Linked DNA regions of Mus musculus: region 2 is linked to region 1. A link is a contact called in public Hi-C data. All regions are on one chromosome and are shown on one strand. Each heading gives the region's core, a stretch centred on a gene start, on an enhancer-like site or on the middle of the called end of the contact. The rest is flanking DNA. Distances are from core to core; before and after follow the strand shown.

Evidence for each region. A called contact is a pair of places that touch in the nucleus more often than the background predicts.
Region 2: a Hi-C map of cortical neurons shows a contact between it and region 1. The contact joins two enhancer-like sites. A contact is called at or near these places in 5 of 39 promoter capture datasets (the C10 cell line, cranial neural crest, frontonasal cranial neural crest and 2 more) and 2 of 484 Hi-C or Micro-C datasets (cortical neurons and nephron progenitors).

Annotation. Positions count from the first base shown.
Region 1 is chr7:92,113,634-92,117,458 of GRCm38.p6, reverse strand. All of the region lies in intron 12 of Dlg2 (discs large MAGUK scaffold protein 2), which reads right to left. It overlaps 4930567K12Rik (RIKEN cDNA 4930567K12 gene), which reads left to right. Exons shown (of 7, transcript NR_131016.1): 2 at 1,215-1,314. Among named protein-coding and RNA genes, the nearest start is that of 4930567K12Rik, 4.0 kb to the left of the region's middle. Within about 2 kb of position 1,853, at least 7 of the 459 cell types and tissues checked have an H3K27ac peak or open chromatin away from gene starts, as enhancers often do. A contact at or near this core is called in cortical neurons, where this site is marked.
Region 2 is chr7:92,382,997-92,386,730 of GRCm38.p6, reverse strand. All of the region lies in intron 15 of Dlg2 (discs large MAGUK scaffold protein 2), which reads right to left. Among named protein-coding and RNA genes, the nearest start is that of Ccdc90b, 180 kb to the left of the region's middle. Within about 2 kb of position 2,435, at least 6 of the 459 cell types and tissues checked have an H3K27ac peak or open chromatin away from gene starts, as enhancers often do. A contact at or near this core is called in cortical neurons, where this site is marked.

The DNA of each region.
Region 1 (3,825 bases), core at 604-3,103:
ACTGACGTTTTAAAGGATGATATCAGGCCAGATGTTTTTGAACTCTCCCACAACTTGTGTCTACTTATTTGTCTGATCATAACTAAGTCAAAAATTTTAGCACAGCCTAAGCAATGTTGTGTATGGCTTACTGCATTGCAGTGGAGCAGCCACACGTGTTGCTGCCTTAGCATTTGTAATGTCCAGGTTGGTTACTTGTGTAAGGACCAAAACATCTCTTCATTCCAAAGATAACCTTTCTCTTTGTTGGTAGGAAATCTGGAGTAATTTTTTTAAAGTCACAGGATCCTTTCTCTCAACGTCCTCTTTTCTTTCTTTCTTTCTTTCTTTCTTTCTTTCTTTCTTTCTTTCTTTCTTTCTTTCTTTCTTCCTTCCTTCCTTCCTTCCTTCCTTCCTTCCTTCCTTCCTTCCTTTCTTTCTTTCTTTCTTTCTTTCTTTCTTTCTTTCTTTCTTTCTTTCTTTCCTTCTTCTTCTTCTTCTTCTTCTTCTTCTTCTTCTTCTTCTTCTTCTTCTTCTTCTTCTTCTTCTTCTTCTTCTTCTTCTTCTTCTCCTTCTTATTTTTTCCTTTTGGAAACACCTATTGATTATACTTGTCTAAACATTTTATCAAGGTTTGAAAATGGTGAGTTTTGTATTTTTCTATTTCTTGTGAAACCATTGACTGATACTCTCATGCAGAAAACCTTCTTCCTTTCTTTCTTAGTATCATCACAGACTCAAATTTCTTGATACTCCATGTTGTTTTCTAATGTTTCTAATTATCTGCCAACTTTTTCCCTAATCTCAATCTTTCCTTTCTCATACTCTTCTTTTCACAGTTTCAAGTTCTTAGACCCTCGTTAGACACTTGGTATATCCTAGCCCGTCTACTTTTTTCTCCAAATGTGAGTGTTCACATTATACATGAGGCAGATGGTTCTCTTCTATGGTTCTATTTGTAGATTGTATGTAGATATATTTTCTTTTATAAAGAATTAGTTTGGGGTTGGAGAGATGGCTCCATGGTTGAGAGGACTTCCAGAGGTCCTGAATTCAATTCCCAGCAACCTCATGGTGGCTCACAACAATCTATAATGGGATCTGATGCCCTCTTCTGGTGTATCTGAAGACAGCAATAGTGTACTAATACATATAATAAATAAATCCAAAAAAAGAGCTATTATTTTAAAGACTTTATTTTTATTTTATTTTATTATTTTATTTTTCATTTATAGGTATTTTGCATCCATGAGTCACACATACTCAATGACTGCAGAAGCCAAAGAATGAATTAGATTCCCTAGAACTGGAGTTGCAGACATTGTGAGCCACTTTGTGAGTACAGGGAACTGAACCCATGCTCCTTGCCAGAGAAACAAGTGCTCTTTAATGGCTAAGACATTTTCCTGACCCCAGTTTGTGCCTATCTGTATGTATGTGTGTATATATATATACATATATGTGTGTGTGTGTGTGTGTTTGTGTGTGTATCATTTTGATGTGTTTAGGTATGTGTCTGTGTGAGTTTATGTGCACCATATGATTCAAAAACAGGCAGAGATGACGAGAGGGTATAGATTCCCTGGATTTGGAGTTACAGGTAGTTATGAGCCTTCATGTGGGTGCTAGGTAAAGAACCCAGTTCCTTTGCAAGAGCAGCAAATGCTCTTTACTATTGAGTCATCTCTTCAGCTCTATGTGCAAATTTCTTAGGCGTTTATTTCAGGCTTTCTATAATAAGGTGTTTGCCACAGCTCTCGGCTCTTTTCAGATCATAGTGTTCTTTGACATGAGCACTATTAAAGCTGGTCTTATCTAACTCTCCCATAGCATAGGTACACTGACTCAGGCCCAGAGAATGAAATAGTTTGTCAGTATCATTCACCACATTTGTAACACAGTCCAGATGGGAATTCTAGTATTTAGTGCTCTACATAACACACCTCCGTCTCCTAAGGAAACCTTTTTTTGCAGCCACTAGCTTTGCAACATCCCCATCCTGGCTTTACTCCTTGTGGCTCTCTTCCTGGTCCCTGCTCTGCTTCACATTTCCTGCAGTTCCCTGGTGCCTTTATTTGATCTCATGCCAAGGTTAAGTTGTACATTTCCAGCTTTGCTGGCTTGCTGATGGTCAAGTGCTCTTTACGTGGTCAGCAGCCTGGTAAGCTAACAGCATCGCACAAAGCTTTCTCTTCCTTTAGTGGCTTAGTACATTTTTAGCAATGAAGACAATTAATAATATCATTAATAATACAAGAAATTATAGACATCTTTCTTTCCTAGCCTTCAGCTTAACCTATGAGAAATAATTGGACATATAATTCCTCTCTATATACCTCTCTGTCTATACACTGACACATACACACACCCCTTCTGTAGTCCTGTGGTCTTATATGACTTTATATGCAAGCAAATGACTAAACAATCATTAAAAAACTACACGATTACCTCCAGATATAGTTATTTCTTAATATGAGATTATACTCTATACCTTATTCTATGATTTGATTCCTTTATCTACTTGTTATCTTCCTTATAAATATCGGCAACTAGACTGCACTCCTCATGAGAGAAGCTCCTTAAATTGCTTTGTGTTTCTTATATCCCCAGAATGGTACACAAATTATTGTCCCAAGAAATTATTATTGAGGGTCAGTAGACTTATTTGAGGCTACTCAGTGTCTTCCCTGACTATGAGAAGTCTGAAGACCCACTGACTCTTACTTCCTTTGAAGAAGCGTTATAAACTATGTTGCCAGTGACTTTGTGGCCAGTTCCATAGCTAACAGTGTAAAAACAACAAGCCAGAGAAGAAAGTGAGATGAGGAGTATTTACAGGAGAGATATCTAGGAATCCATAGAGAAGGGAACTGACTTTCCCCAGGGTTGGCCAAATTTCCTGTCAGAGCTGCCATATTGAAAATGTCACCCTTTGGGAAGTATTAGGCAAACAACCCAATAAACAGTCTTAACTTGAAGAATCAGTGATTTTCTAAAAGATTTCTGAGCACTGGGAGACTTAAAGGAAGCTATAGAAACATTTCAAAACCCTGGAAAAGGCAAAAAGAAATTCAGAAGAGGAGCAAGGACTGCCCTCAGGAAGCCTTCTTGGAAAGCTGTATCCTCTATCTCTTTCTCTGCTCTCTCAAGTGTTTATCAGGAGTTCATAAAGCAGCTTTGGCTGTGCTCAGTGTTTCAGAAGTCCCAAGTGGGTATTGTAAGCCTCAGAAAAATTTTCCATTTACATAGGCAGGGAAGGCTTCTTTTCCCCTCCAGTCATTTAAATCTTTTCTAATTACTAATCAATTCCCTCCTTTCCAGCCCTTGCAATTTAGCAAACAGAAGGCAGCTCCCTATAGAACACTGCTCCCCAGCTAAGTCTGAGTTTCCATGGCTAGTTGCTGGAGCTCTGGAGGTGAATAGAGCTGTGAGGCCATACTCCTTTAATTACAAAACAGCATCAGGAAACCACATTCATTTCCAAGGTTCAGTTTGTAGAACAAAGTAAAACTCCAGTAAATAATGAGTGAGGAGGATGGAGTAGGAAAGAGAATAGGAAAGGAGTGAGGTGATGTGGAGGAAGGGCATCTAGACTCCAGACAGATGCTTATTTATTTATTTATTTATTTTGGTTTGTTTGGTTATTTGGGTTTCTTTGATTTTTGGGTTTTGTTTTGTTTTTGCTTTTTTTTTCTTCCAAGATGTGCTTCTTTGTGTAGCCCTGGCTGTCCTGGAACTAGCTCTGTAGACCAGGCTGGCTTAGAACTCACAGAGATCTGCCTGCCTCTGCCCTCTGAGTGCTGGGATTAAGGGTATATGCTACCACTCCCAGGCAACAGATGGCCT
Region 2 (3,734 bases), core at 1,186-3,685, 270 kb before region 1:
CCCTAGAAATTTTTGTCTTACATGCGTGGAAGGTATTTGGAAGTAGCAGAGATAAAAATTATTGACACACTTAATGAATCAACCAGAATCTATTTCAGGAAATCACAGCCCAGGAAAACCAATACCTGGAGTGGAAACAACAAAGCCTTCCTGTTCCCCAGTAGTCTTCCATTAAAGAGCATCATTACAGTTAGCAACACTCGGAAACCAATGTTACATGTAATCTCGAAGGCCCCTTCAAGGAGTGTAATGTCCTTCTGTCATCCCTGTAGTGTCATTATCTTACCTTGCATTAAATGAGCATTTGCCATGTTGTTAACCAAGGTTATAGGAAAAAAAATTAAAGCATGGTTGTAACAGGCATTTATCATGATAGGCTCTTAGCAACAACAGGAAGCCAGGCAAACACTGCTAACAGTCTTGGTGTGTGTGTGTGTGTGTGTGTGTGTGTGTGTGTGTGTGTGTGTGTGTGTGTGTATAGAGTGTTTCTGTGGCTCCCTGAAAGAGATATCAGGTAATCTGAAACTAGAAGGGAGAGAACGAACCTGTCAATAGGATAAAGTTAGCATGCATTGCAGTTCCTAACAATCTAGGTGCCTGAAGGATGGTGCCATGGGTCTGTACGGGATGAGGCATGGCTAGTGGAATTGTAGGGTTTCACAGGGCATTGGGTCAGGTGCTTGGTATACACCTAAAACCTACCACATAGAGGGAAGAGGACAATAAACTCAAGGTCATCATCAAATACATCAATTCAAGGCTAGCCTGGCATTCATACATGAAATACAAAGATCACCTGAAATTACAAAATAACTCAGAAAAAATATAGCTGGGAAGATAGCTCTGATGATAAAGTGCTTGTTTTTGAGCTGAAGGATCTGAGTTTGAAGCCATGTAAAAGGACAGGCATTGGGTGGGAGTTAGGGCATGAGTTTATAGTCCCAGAAGAGACAGAGATAGGTGGATTCTATTCCTAGGGCAGACTGGCTAGTTTGTTCAGCCTGCTTTGTGAATTCCAGTCCCGTGAGAGACCCGCCTTAAAAGGGGGCATACATAAGAAATGATACCCCTGCCTTTATGGACACATGCAGCCATACACCTATGTACATACACATAAACACAAACTCCTCTTTTTCTCCCACTCAGCCACTCAAGGACATGGGTAAACAAAGCATAAATAGGAAGGTGGTATAATCGAAGACTTTAAAGATTTATTTTTTATTTATGTGTATATGAATGTGTGTGCATGAAATTATACTCCTGTGTATATGGGGGCTTGTAGGAGCTGGAAGAGGGTATTTGGTTCTCCAGAGTTGGAGATACAGGCATGTGTGAGCTGCTTGCTGGAAATGGGTACAGGGGCCTGATCCCTGATCATCTACAAGACAGCAATCTCCCTCTCTCTCTCCCCCACCTTCTCTAGATATTTTCTTCATTTACATTTCAAATATTATCTCCTTTCCTAGTTTTACTTCCAAAATCCCCCATCTTTCACTCCTTCCCCTGTTCTCCAACCCACCCACTCCTGCTTCCTGACCCTGGCATTCACCTATCCTGGGGCATAGTACCTTCACAGGACCAAGGACCTCTCCTCCCATTGATGACCGACTAGGCCATCCTCTGCTAAATATGCAGCTAGAGCCATGAGTCCCACCATTTGTTTTCTTTTGTTGCTGGTTTAGTCCCAGGGAGTTCTGGAGATACTGGTTAGTTTATATTGTTGTTCCTTCTATGGGGTTGCAAACCCCTTCAGCTCCTTGGGTACTTTCTCTAGCTCCTTCATTGAGGACCCTGTGCTCTCCTAACCATTGGGTTACCTCTCTAGTCCTTCAAATGAGTAACTTAAGGAAAGGATCCTGGTGCAGTGGAGAACAATTCTGGAAGGGAAGGAAAGAGAGGAGCCTGGAGTCTATTGAGATGCCGTTGCCAGAAACTAGACAATACCAGTAAAGAATAGGAAAGGATGATTGGGAGAGGAAAAGGAGGGGCTTAATGAACACCAGAAAGCAAATTTGACCTGTTTCCATTTGAAGGTAGAGTTAAGAAAGAGGAATCTATATATTTCCTTGACTTTTCCAAGCCTGTACAGGAAATCACTGTTTTTATTTCCTGCTACGCACCACACTGAATTTTATCTCTATGTGAGATACATCTTGAATTCCTTCTTTCAAACATTTTATATTTAATATGCAAGGCACAGATAACTGTAGAATATTATCACAAGTCCTCAGTGGATGATTGTGGAACAAAAATACTATTTGGTAGGCTGCTGTAACATGAGTTTGTTTAAATTTGGCTAGCTTTAATCCCCCTTTTTTTCTTTCCTGGGAAAGAAAAGAGCAAGTGAGAGAAAAATAGTCCTGAATCTATAGAAACTTAATGGTTTATGAAGTCGAAGCTATTCTTAGCTCTGTAATTAACAGCAGGCTACTTCCTAACCGAGAGCTCTTTTGTGTTTCCAACTGCAACACTGAATATCTGGGTTTCTATAGTTACAGAATAAAGTTTCAGAATACATTTATTTCAGTGGCAGCATAGAATATTTGAGTGAAAAGAACTGAACAAGAATGTTCACATCTAACATCGGTTATTAACTCAATATATTCCGTGTCGAGAAGCTGGTACTGAGAGCACCTCCCTGCATCCACCCAATACCTCAGAGCTGGGAGGATAGAAAGAAAGGCTTAAGACAAACTGCCAAGGGGAAGAAACTCAATGAGAAGAGGCCTGGCTCTGAGTCCCTTAGCTAGTTTCTTTCCCCCCTAGAGGTCAAATAATTCTTATTAACCTCTTTAGATTTTCCTAAAACAGTTGTTAGAGCCTTTAGCTTTATACTGGCTTCTTTACATTAATTCTGATAACTATGGAAACCACTGATTCATCTCACTCTGTCAAAATGATTGCAGTATGTAGAGAATACATAGTTATTTGACTAGAGCATGTAAATAAATTCTGCATAAACTCACAGAACCTATAAGTCCATACAACACAAGGCTCAGGGCAGTCTTCTGACCTGAGAATTATCTGGGCAGAGCAGTTACATCTCCTTACAGACTTCTGAGGCTCCCTTTACTCGTCTGCTTGAGTGACCTTATTTGTCTAGTTCTGGGGGGGGGTCATCATTGAACTTTTTAAAGATTTACAAAGAATATATTGAGACACATATACATGTGCATGCATTTATTTAACAATTACCATGGTTGGTTAATCTTTTTTAAATTGAACATAGATTTTTTTCATATAATATATTCTGATTATGGTTTCCCCTTTCCTTAGTATTCACAGATCCTCCCCACTTCCCCACTCACCAGAACCCACACCGTTTCTCTTATTAGAAAATAAATAAAAACAAACCAGAATAGGACCACACCAACAAACAAACAGAAATCCTTAACACCAGTAGAAGCAAAAAAAGATAATGATAGCTTATTAAGGAGTCATTGCCTGGATTCTCTTGTGAAGGAGATTGGAACATCTTCCTTCTTACTTGGGTGGGAAGTATTGTGAGTGATGGGAATATACATGGTGGCTAAAGTTTTAATATGCAACTACTAATGGTTTTCATTCTTATTTGTAACATCTTGCTTGGTCCTTTGATAACCCAGCAACGTAAGTCCTGTCAACCCCATTTTGTGGTTGTCAAAGCTGAGGTTTGATGAATGGCAGACTAGAAGGTGATGGAACCAGTTTGCTCTTGTTCCCTCTAACAGCTGATGCTGCTGTCTGTCCATATC